3 separate regions of the Gossypium hirsutum genome follow, and all the other regions are linked to region 1. The links are chromatin contacts, called in public Hi-C maps. All regions are on one chromosome and are shown on one strand. The core of a region is the stretch at or near the end of the contact, and the rest is flanking DNA. Distances in the headings are between cores, read along the strand shown. Region 1 holds the start of LOC107912925 (cationic amino acid transporter 8, vacuolar). Region 2 holds the start of LOC107912931 (probable glutathione S-transferase). Region 3 has its middle 28 kb from the start of LOC107911335.

What was found. Hi-C and Micro-C count contacts between places; a contact is called where the count stands out from the background.
Region 2: a Hi-C map of callus shows a contact between it and region 1, with 1.8 times the contacts expected there. The contact joins the promoter of LOC107912931 here to the promoter of LOC107912925 in region 1. A contact is called at or near these places in 2 of 34 Hi-C or Micro-C datasets (callus and leaf).
Region 3: a contact with region 1 is called in a Hi-C map of leaf, with 1.7 times the contacts expected there. The contact joins the enhancer-like site here to the promoter of LOC107912925 in region 1. A contact is called at or near these places in 3 of 34 Hi-C or Micro-C datasets (hypocotyl and leaf).

Annotation. Positions count from the first base shown.
Region 1 is chrA13:98,530,723-98,534,525 of Gossypium_hirsutum_v2.1, forward strand. LOC107912925 (cationic amino acid transporter 8, vacuolar) reads left to right here and starts at 1,624. Exons shown (of 1, transcript XM_016841316.2): 1 at 1,624-3,577. The coding sequence starts at 1,624. The coding sequence ends at 3,348. It overlaps LOC107912924 (ubiquitin carboxyl-terminal hydrolase 27), which reads left to right. Exons shown (of 11, transcript XM_016841315.2): 11 at 398-3,463. The coding sequence ends at 664.
Region 2 is chrA13:98,913,018-98,916,820 of Gossypium_hirsutum_v2.1, forward strand. LOC107912931 (probable glutathione S-transferase) reads left to right here and starts at 1,858. Exons shown (of 2, transcript XM_016841321.2): 1 at 1,858-2,334; 2 at 3,080-3,565. The coding sequence starts at 2,020. The coding sequence ends at 3,424.
Region 3 is chrA13:98,861,753-98,865,555 of Gossypium_hirsutum_v2.1, forward strand. It overlaps the pseudogene LOC107911336. Among protein-coding and RNA genes, the nearest start is that of LOC107911335, 28 kb to the left of the region's middle. Within about 2 kb of position 1,684, at least 7 of the 9 cell types and tissues checked have an H3K27ac peak or open chromatin away from gene starts, as enhancers often do. A contact at or near this core is called in hypocotyl and leaf, where this site is marked.

The DNA.
Region 1 (3,803 bases), core at 374-2,873:
CTCCCTATGTTCCTTTTTTTGGTATTATTGCTACTATTTTTGTGCATGTTTTCTGCAAGAAGCATTGATTTCTTTTTCCCTTCTCATCATTGATAAAGTGTGAAATTGTAATCAAATGTGAGTATTGCTACATGAATGAAGTGCCAAGGAAACAATTTGTTGGAGATCCTTTGTTGCGTGTGATTCACTCCAAACCTCTTTCTTGAAAATTATGACTCCTTCCTTGCATATAAGCATCTGTTTCTTAACTTGGTTTAGGAGGAAAAAGTTTCATGATTAAGTTCCAAAACTAAGTTTGTTTTGCTAACTTTCTTACTATATGCTACACATTAGATTTGGGATTCATGATTGAGTGAGGGCTGACGGCTGTCTATATTGGATGTGTATTTTTATGCAGATAAGCTTGACCAGCAAGTTACCTCCTTCAGAAACTAAATCATACCGACTTGCTTCAGTTGTGGAGCACTTTGGGAGACCTGGAGGTGGGCATTACACTGTTTACAGAAGTATGAGAACTAAATCTGATGAGGAAGATTCTGATGAATACTCCGAGCCCGCTACAACCAAGTGGTTCTGCATTTCAGATTCTCAAGTATGTAGTGTCTCAGAGAAGGATGTTTTAGCTGCAGAAGCAAGCCTACTTTTCTATGAGAGGATCGTATAAGGCTGAAATGATGCCTACTCGTATACTTATGATTTCCCAAACTCTCCATCTCATTTCTCTCAAAAGCTACTTCTAGCATCATAATTGCAAATTGTAATATTAAAGTGTTGATATGGTGCTTGTGAGAGGCCTGACTGAGAATTGATTGTGATCAACTGATTGGGATCAACCCTTTCCCGGAGTAACTGTGGAAGAAGCATAGCTTGTTTGGAGATTATACCTTGAAACTGAACCTCTCCACTCTATACCTATCATTTCCTTGTGAAGGGCAAACAGCAGAACTAACAGGAAGGATGGATGGTCCAAGGGTTTTTGCTCTTGCTATAAATACAACATTTGCCGCTTCATATCGTTGTTTGTGTTTTTTTTTTCTAAAGGAAAATGTTAGGAGCTAGTTGGAATATGTTTAAGGAGATTCAATGCAATTGCCTCTTTGTGAGGGCTTTTACAACTTGATTTTGCCAAGCTTCGTGATGGTAAATAATTGGGTGTTTGGGTTGTAATTTCATGCACTGTCAGCTTATGAACACTATCCTTAGTAAAGCATGTCAACATGTTAGTGAGATGGGTTTACATATATCTTGATATCAAGAAACAGCAACCTTAGGTTACTTCGCAAATTTATTCTGAACTCTCAATCTAGTCTCAAAATGATAAAAAAAAATTACTGTGTTCCCACTTGAAAATGACATATTATCTGCCCAATTATGATAGATACGTGTACAGTAGCGTATACCTGATTTCCTTTACGACATGTGCGAACGAAATCTTTGTGTAGTAATCGTTAATCCGATTCCTGATTATAGTGAATCTCTTGTTATCATATATCACAAATTCAGCACTTCCCATATTATCACATCCGTATTCTTTCCGGTTCTCAGATCACCTCTTGTCCGTACCTCCAGTTCAATCTGTTATCATTTATTTCTGTCGATTCTTTTTTGGGTATTTGAATCTCCATGGCTAAGGAAAAACCAATTTCTTCAACAACTAAAAGAAGCTACTGGAGATGGAGCAAAACGGACTTCTTCCCAGAAACCTCGTTTCAAACCTTGTCATCTTACAAAACAGCACTTTCCCAAACCTGTCCTCGTCTCAGTGACCGTCTCTTAGCACGTTCCTCCTCCACCGACGAGCTTGTAACCCTTCAAAAAGTAAGTGAAAACCCCATGCAAAAATGTCTAACCTGGTGGGACCTCATTTGGCTCGGCTTTGGCTCTGTTGTTGGTTCTGGCATATTTGTCATAACAGGTCAAGAAGCTCACAATAATGCAGGTCCAGCTATTGTTTTGTCCTATGCTATATCTGGGCTTTCAGCATTGCTATCTGTTTTTTGTTACACTGAATTTGCAGCCGAGATTCCTGTAGCTGGTGGTTCGTTTTCGTATCTTCGTGTTGAACTAGGTGATTTCGTTGCATTTATAGCTGCTGGTAATATTCTTTTAGAAGCTTTAGTCGGAGCTGCAGGATTAGGAAGATCATGGTCTTCTTATTTTGCTAGTATGATTAAGAATGATTCAGACTTTTTGAGAATTAAGGTTGATTCTTTGCCTGTAGGATTTAACCTTTTAGATCCACTTGCTGTTGTGGTACTTTTGGTTGCTAATGGGATAGCAATGAGCGGAACTAAGAGGACGTCTTGGTTGAATTGGATTGCTTCTTTGGTTAGTGGTGCGGTGATTGTCTTTGTTATAGTTTTCGGGTTTATTCATGCAAAAACTTCGAATCTGGAACCGTTTTTTCCTTATGGGGTAGAAGGGGTTTTCAGGGCCGCTGCTGTGGTTTATTGGTCTTATACAGGTTTTGATATGGTGGCAAATATGGCTGAGGAGACTAAGAAACCCTCTAGGGATATACCAATTGGGTTGGTTGGTTCCATGTCTGGAATTACGGTGGTTTATTGCTTGATGGCTTTAGCATTGACCATGATGGTGAAGTATACTGAGATTGATGTAAATGCTGCATATTCTGTTGTTTTTGAACAAATTGGGATGAATTGGGCCAAGTATTTGGTTAGCATATGTGCACTTAAGGGAATGACAACAAGCTTGTTGGTTGGATCTCTTGGGCAAGCTCGATACACAACTCAGATTGCTAGAGCTCATATGATTCCTCCTTTTTTCGCTTTGATTCATCCCAAAACTGGAACTCCTGTATATGCTACCCTGCTGGTGACTCTGATTAGTGCTATTGTTGCATTGTTCTCTAGTTTAGATGTTTTGTCAAGTGTTTTGTCTTTCAGCACACTCTTCATTTTTATGCTAATAGCTGTTGCATTGCTTGTGAGACGATATTATGTGAAAGATGTTACTCCGAAGAATGATTTGGTAAAATTTCTTATATGCTTATTCATTACTATTGGTTCCTCAATTGGAGTTTCAGCACTTTGGAATTCAAATGAGAGAGGATGGCTTGGGTACACTACGGCTGGATTGCTATGGTTCTTCGGGACTTTGGGAATGGCATTTCTTTCCAAGCAGCGTGTTCCAAAGGTCTGGGGAGTTCCACTTGTTCCTTGGTTGCCATCTTTGTCAATTGTGATGAACTTGTTTCTCATAGGATCTTTGGGTCTTACAGCAATTTTGAGGTTTATCATTTGCAGTGCAGTAATGATAGTGTACTACCTGCTTGTAGGTCTTCATGCCACTTATGATGTGGCTCACCAAAATGAATTAAGTGCCTAAAACTGAAGAGGGTAAATAAAGCTGTAACCTGAAGGACAATTAATGCAGTAGTGAGTGGGACAGATTTTTTACTAGTTTATATAAATTTCTGGTGTAATATACCGCTTTCATTTCAGCACTTTTTTCACGCTTTCTTGTTTTCTTTTACTCAACTCTGTCTATTCTCCATCCATAATGTTTCCAAAACTGCAAGTATATATTTAAAAAGCACTCTGCCAATTAGGATTTCTATTGCTTGCCCATTCAATTGGGGAACCTGTTACTCTCCCATCATAATGCTTTCTAGATTAATTGCAATGGATCCCTCTCTCTCTCTCAATGAATACCTGATCTTACATGACTTAATACATTGTTGTAGGTTTAGTTTTCTTGTGATCACTACAGTATTAAGACCATCGGATGTAGCTATTCAGACAAAAGTTTCAACAGGTGCTGCTGTAGCTATACTAATCTCA
Region 2 (3,803 bases), core at 608-3,107, 380 kb after region 1:
AGTTTTTAAACTTCTCAAATGTGATTAAGGAATTAATAAGTATACTATAAAAATATAATAAATAAATAATTAAACGAATTCATAAATTTTAATAGTTGGATAAGAAACACTTAATTATAATGATGTGACTCACAATGTAATTTGTGGCTAAAAAGACAAGAGCAGGCCGTACTTTAGCTTCAAGCAATCACCACCAGACGCACGCTACAGACGTAAGGAATGGCATATACTACTCGCTCTATGGAAGGTCCTAGAATTATTATTATCCTTGTAATAATTATTAAAGATTGTTGTCAATAAAGCGTCCAATATCGAATAATAAATAAATAAATAAAGCATCCAACGTTAGAACATGAAATGGACGTACTACCTGTAATTATTCATATTATATGTTTACTATAAAGTAACTACCGGAAGTAAACAAAGAGCTAGAAATAAATCTTGAAACTTTTATAATAATAAAAATATAAATTTATTATTTTAATATTTTATATATTTATAATTTTTGAAAGATTAAAATAAATTTTTATTATTTTTAAAGAGTTAAAATATAATTTTATAATTATTAATTTAAAATATTATAAATTTCATTTAAAATATTAAAAATCTAAATAAAAAAAACTTCATTGAGAACTGGATTCCTTACTAACCTCATTGAATTCGTCACTAACATAAACCTAATCTAACCAAACCCACCCTAATAAAACTTATAAATAAACCTAGACTGAAATCACATAATTTAGAGTTTTTGAGATACATATTATTTTTCTTTTATTGATTGATTTCCAATATATATATATACTACTTATTAATTATTTTATTGAATTAATTTCACTCATCAACTGAGTTAAAAGAAATTACTCAAAAATATTTTTATTTACAAAATAAATTATATAACTATGAAAATATTTTTTATCTTTTTATAAATAAATAAAAAATTATTCGTAGTAAAATTTGAACCAAAAGACACTATGCATATTAAACTTTTTTATTTATCATTTAAACTAAACCTATTTTTTAGTTTTCATTTGAAACTTCTATAAATATATTTATAATTCTAAAATTATATATATATATATGAATAATGTTATTGATTAAACTAGTGTCATAAATAATTTCACATATATAAGTCGTGTGATAAAATTTTTAATTTGTATTAAATTTATGATATAATTAATAATACAGTCAACCAAACTCCAATTTATATAAAAAAATTATTAAAATATATTACACAATACAATGTATTATTATAAAAATATTTTTATTTTTTTACCTTTTATTTAAAAATTCGATTTAATTCGTGATTCAATGAATTTAAACATTAAATTTTACTAAAAAAAATTCCACTCCCTTTTCAATAAATATAGTATTAAATAATTTTCTTTCACCTAAACCATATTTTGATCATTATTTAGGTTAGTTAGGCAAAAAAATCTTCTCAAATTTTTTCAAATTTGAAATTTAATAAATTGGTTTCTTTAAAAAAAATTAGAGTAATTTAATATTTTTTAATTTTAAAAATAAGCAATTAAAGATAATTAATTATAATTTTAAATTTTTTATTAATTGTACATTATTTTGATTAGTATAATAATACATTTAGCCTTCAAAGTTTATATATTCTATCAATTTGGTCTTAATTTAATAAATTTATTTATGCTGAGGCTAAATTATGTTAAACTTTTTAAAATTAAGGCCAAAATGATAAAATATGTAAATATTAAAGATTATATTTATTGTTATATTAATCAAAATTATGTATAATTAAAAAAGATATGAATTTCATGATTAATTATTTTAATTTCTCATTTTTAAAATAAATAAAGATGAGTTACTTCAAAACATTGAAGTCACAGAAAAATTGAATAAAAGAAATATCATAGAAAAACCTACCAACCCTCCTATAAATATACTCTGACTCCCCCTTCAGAATCAGAGAAAAACAAGTAAAATCCAAAAGAAACCCAAGATTATAAATTTAGTATCGATTTGAGTATTTGAATAGTTTAGATTACAAGAATGGCAGGGGAATTAGTATTGTTGGATTTCTGGCCAAGTCCATTTGGGATGAGATCCAGGATTGCTTTGGCTGAGAAAGGGATACCATACGAGTACAGAGAAGAAGATTTGAGGAACAAGAGTGATTTGTTGCTGCAGATGAACCCTGTTCACAAGAAAATCCCTGTTCTTATCCATAATGGTAAACCCGTTTGTGAGTCTGTCATTCAGGTTCAGTATATTGATGAGGTCTGGCATGATAAAGCTCCTTTGATCCCTTCTGATCCTTATCAAAGAGCTGTTGCCAGATTCTGGGTTGATTTCGTTGACAAGAAGGTGCTTTCTTTTACTCGTTTAAGTCTCTACGTTTCTGCTATGATTGTTCAATGGGCTGACTTGATTTTAGATTATGTTTTGATTTAGTTTCCATTTTGGGGAGGGGGGTGGTTCTGGGCTGCAAATAGGACGGCAACAGAGTGGCAGGAATTGCTTAATCTATAGGATTTTATTATACCACTACTATATAGGTTAAACTCAACCCTTCTCTTATGATTGAAACATTTGGGATAAGTGAAGGAAATCTAATGGACTCAAATTGAGATGAACAGTATTTTTTCAATAAGTGATATTGGGTTACACTAACACAACTATAGAGATACTTCCATTTTTCATTTGTTCTGAATGTGTAAGTTGAACTTAACCAATTTAGAAAGCTTGATTTTATTGGTTGCAAATGTTATGCTTACAGCTCATCCACAACTAAGTCCATTATTTTAATATTCTAGATGATATTGGCTTGCTTACTCACTTTCAACCTATTCTAGTTGCAATTATTGCAACTTTTTCACTATCCACAACTAGATCTAATTATCAATGATGATAATTTATGACCATGATTACTGTTTGAATTCTTTAGCTATGCAGGGAGAACAAAAACATTTTCTTGATGTTCTATGATTATTCATATTCATGTCATTATATGTTTTTCATGTTGAGGGAGAGATGAAACTAAAAATAAATGTGGAAATTATTACTGACTGAATAGAACTCTAATTCTCCAATATTGTAATGTGAAGTGCAGATATATGACCTGGGGAGCAAAATATGGAAGACAAAGGGAGAAGAACAAGCAAATGCAAAGAAAGAATTTATTGAGTGCCTGAAGCTGTTGGAAGGAGAGCTTGGAGACAAGACTTACTTTGGAGGAGAAAGTCTTGGATATGTGGATGTTGCATTAGTTCCATTTTATACCTGGTTTTATGCTTATGAGAAGTGTGGGGACTTCAGCATTGAAGCAGAGTGTCCCAAGATGATTGCTTGGGTTAAAAGGTGCATGCAAAAGGAGAGTGTAGCCAAGAGTCTTCCTGACCAAGAAAAAGTCTATGAATTTGTTCTGCAGTTGAAGAAACTCTTTGGAATTGAGTAATTCAATTCTGGGAATCCAAGCTTCAGGCATGTACTACCATTATATCTGGTTTTAAATAAAAGAGCATTTAGCTGTTGCCTGCCTGGTTGGGATTGTCATTTGAAATTTCGAGTTTTCAATTTATAAAGTACTTTTAGTTCCTATGAATGTTCTTAATCTTTTGGTATGCTCTTTTTTTTTCTTTTTCTAGCTGGTTGAATCATGTATACCACTATGTTTAAATACCCTTTAAATGGATTTAGGTAAGGTGGCTGTTGAAATCATTGAGTGCATGACCATAGTACCCTAAGAGCATTGGTTGGATATCCAATCATTACTTTGTTTTAGATATTCAACCTCCTACCTCAATCCAGAAATTGTAATGATGTATTATCCTACA
Region 3 (3,803 bases), core at 434-2,933, 330 kb after region 1:
ATTTATTATATTTTTATTCCCTTTCAACTCACTATGTTGTGTTTAAATAAGCCCTTAACATATTTTTGTAGTTAAATAAGCCCTTAACTTATGATTTCTACTCATAAAAGCCCTTTATTTTAATATTAAAGTAAATATATTTTGAATTTCAAGCTCTTATCTTAATTTTTTGTTGATGCAATAAAAATTATATACACTTTAACATGAACATAAAATCTAAAAAAGTAATAAAAATTTTCAAAAGAGTAGTTAAGAATATCATGTATATAAGAATTCTTAAGAAATTTTAAATTTTTATTTTTTTATTTAATAATCTATTCTCATCAAATTCACCTCAACATAAAATGTGCATTAATTTGTATTTTTTTAAATAGTTTTACTTTGGGTAAAATATATTACTTTAATATTAAAATAAATGAATTTTATAAGTAAAAATCATAATTTAAGTGTTTATTTAACTACAAAAATAAGTTAACGACTTGTTTAAACACAATATAGTGAGTTGAAAGAGAATAAAAAGAAAATAAAAAATAAAGAGGACTTATAAGGCAATTAGCCACATTTAAAATTTATTGCTGCCACACTGTGAGGGCACTCTTTCACTTTTTCTTTCAGCAGCCACTCAAAATGAAAAAATTGCATATCAGGTGTCTGAATACTTTAGATCATTACATTTTAATTCGGTATCGTCAATTTGACAGACGACACCAATAAAACTATACTGTTTTGATAAATAATCTAATAGGCATACTATTTCAATTATTATTATTATTATTATTATTTAGGTAAAAAAACCCTAATCTCCACATAGGGGTGTGCAAAATTCGGGTAAAACCGAAAAAATTCAGTTAACTGACCGAATTCGGTTAATCGGTCGGTTAACCGAATTAATTCAGTCGGGGGTCGGTTAATAATTTTTTGAGTTTTCTGTTAACGGTTAATTCGGTTCGAAATCGATCGGTTAACCGAATTTTTTCGATATAAATAGCCCACTATTCACTCAAACTCAATCCAACATAAACCCAAATACCCAATCTAATATATATTAACCCAACTACCCAACCCAACCCAATTACCCAACCCAATCATAAAAATTACAAATAATTTAATAAATAAAAATAAAAATCTAAGACTAAAAATAAAAATAAAAAACATATAATTTTATACAAATAATTCGGTTAATTTGAGTAATTCGGGTAATTTGGGTAATTCAGATAATTCGGTTAATTTGATTAATCCGGTTAATTTTATACTTATTTTAACCAAAAATTAAAAAAATATATAATTTTTAGTAATTCGATTAACCGACCGAATTAACCGAATTTCGGTTCGGTTAATTTTTATGAAAAAATTTCAATTCAATTAACGATTAAACTTTTGAAAAGTCAATTAATTCGATTAATATTATTTCAAGTGAATTAACCGATCAGTTAACCAATTGAACACCCCTATCTCCACATTCAAAACATATATCATGATGTCTCATGATTATTTGAATAATAAATTGTCATTATAATATTATTTGGTAAAAAAGCCTAATGGGACTATGAGCTCTATTTTTCTTTTTTGGTCAAAAACTATGAACTCCAGTAGTAGATGACGACGCATGCAATTGCATAAGGGCAACCCCTGCTTCATATTAAAACAATCACTACTGATGTAAGGAATGGGATACTATTCTCTTTATAGATTAGAAGGCCCTGGAATAATAATAATCATTATTCAAAAGGATGAGCCAAGCCCATGGAATGTAAATAGTAACTGGATATCAGCAAAACGAAAATATCCGGAGTTTTCGAGAGAGAAGATCCGGAAATACACGTTTATCTTTTTTACTTATAACGAAAAAACTATAAAATACAGGTTTATCGCCGGAAATAAACTTTTAGAAAAATGAAAATATCGGGAGTTTTGGAGAAAAGAGAATTTCCTTTTCTCTATCTCCAGATTCATTGATTTATGTGATTATGTCAGGAAAGACAGAGAAAAAGCTACCGACTCTTACCCTTTTTTTGCCTATAATTATACATACTTATACGCCTTCAGTTCAGAATCAGAGAGAGAAAAGAACAAACCCAAGATTTTAGTTTTAGTATTTGAATCTTTAGATCAAAAGAATGGCAGAGGAAGTAGTATTGCTGGATTTCTGGCCAAGTTCGTTTGGGATGAGATCCAGGATTGCTTTGGCTGAGAAAGGGATTAAGTACGAATACAAGGAAGAACACTTGAGGAACAAGAGTGCTTTACTGCTGTAGATGAACCCTGTTCATAAGAAAATCCCTGTCCTTATCCATAACGGTAAACCTGTTTGTGAGTCGCTCATTCAGGTTCAGTACATCGATGAGGTATGGCATGACAAAGCTCCTTTGCTCCCTTCTGACCCTTACCAAAAAGCTACTGCTAGATTCTGGGCTGATTATATTGACAAGAAGGTACGTTCTTTTTTTTCCCTTTTGGAACTGTTTACATAAATAGGAGAGCAAAGTATTGTGCCTAAAATAATGTTAAATGAAATGCAGATATATGACCTGGGGAGCAGAGTATGGAAGACAAAGGGAGAAGAGCAAGCAACAGCAAAGAAAGAATTCATAGAAAGCCTGAAGCTGATAGAAAAGGAGCTTGGGGACAAGCCTTACTTTGGAGGAGAAAGTTTTGGATATGTGGATGTTGCATTCATTCCGTTTTATCGCTGGTTTTATGCTTATGAGAAGTGTGGGAACTTCAGCATTGAAGCAGAGTGTCCCAAACTAATAGCATGGGCTAAAAGGTGCATGCAAAAGGAGAGTGTATTCAAGTCCCTTCCTGACCAACAAAAAGTCTATGATTTTATCCTCCAGATGAAGAAACATTTCGGAATTGTGTAATCCCAGCCGTTGTTTATGATTTTAAATAAAATGGGGACATTTATGTTATGCCTGCCCTGTTGACAGTTCTTCTATTTTTCCTCTTTCAATCGCTTAGATGGTTTGGGACTTGTCATTTGCAGTATGGAGTTTTTAAATAAAAAAGTAATCAGTCCTATACACTTACTCTTATAAAGAAGAGGGTAAATTATACTCTTAACTTTAATGTAATTTCAATTTAGTCATTTAATTTTTAAAAAATAATAAATTAATTTTTTTAATTATTTTCTATTACAGACGAAATGGAAAGTTGATATGTTATTTAATTGACTACGTTAGCATTCTAATTGTTGTTTAAATAATCCTAATTTAAGAAAAGAAAAATAAAGAGAAGAATAAGAGAAGAAATAAAGATACCTAGAGGTGTGCATGGGCTTGGTCGGGCTGGAGGCTCGCTCGAAATGTGGGAGGATTTGGACAAAAATATAGGCCCGAAAAATGGGCTTGGGCAAAAAAATAAGGTCCATTTAAAAAATAAGTTAGGTTTCGGGTAAAGCATTTTTGGCCAGGGCTCGGCTCTGTCCGGCCTGAATTCACTACATGATAACTTTTTTAATATTATTTTTTTATTATTTTCTCTTTATTTTGCTACTATTTTACTATTATGTTGATACTATTATGTTGTTATTATTTAGATATTGTATAAAACTTATTTTATTATTAATTTTTTATTATTTTAAAGACATTTGTTAATTTTGTTATTATTTTAGAATATTTGCTTGTTAAGTTGTATTTATTTTAGTGTTATTTAAGTATACATATTTTTTAAAATTTATTTTTAATTTGTTGAGAAATATTTATTTGATGTTTTTAGTATTTTTTATGGTTTATATATATTTTAAAATTATATAAAAAAATAAAAATTAATATGGGTAGGAAGGGTCGGGCTGGAGTTTTAAC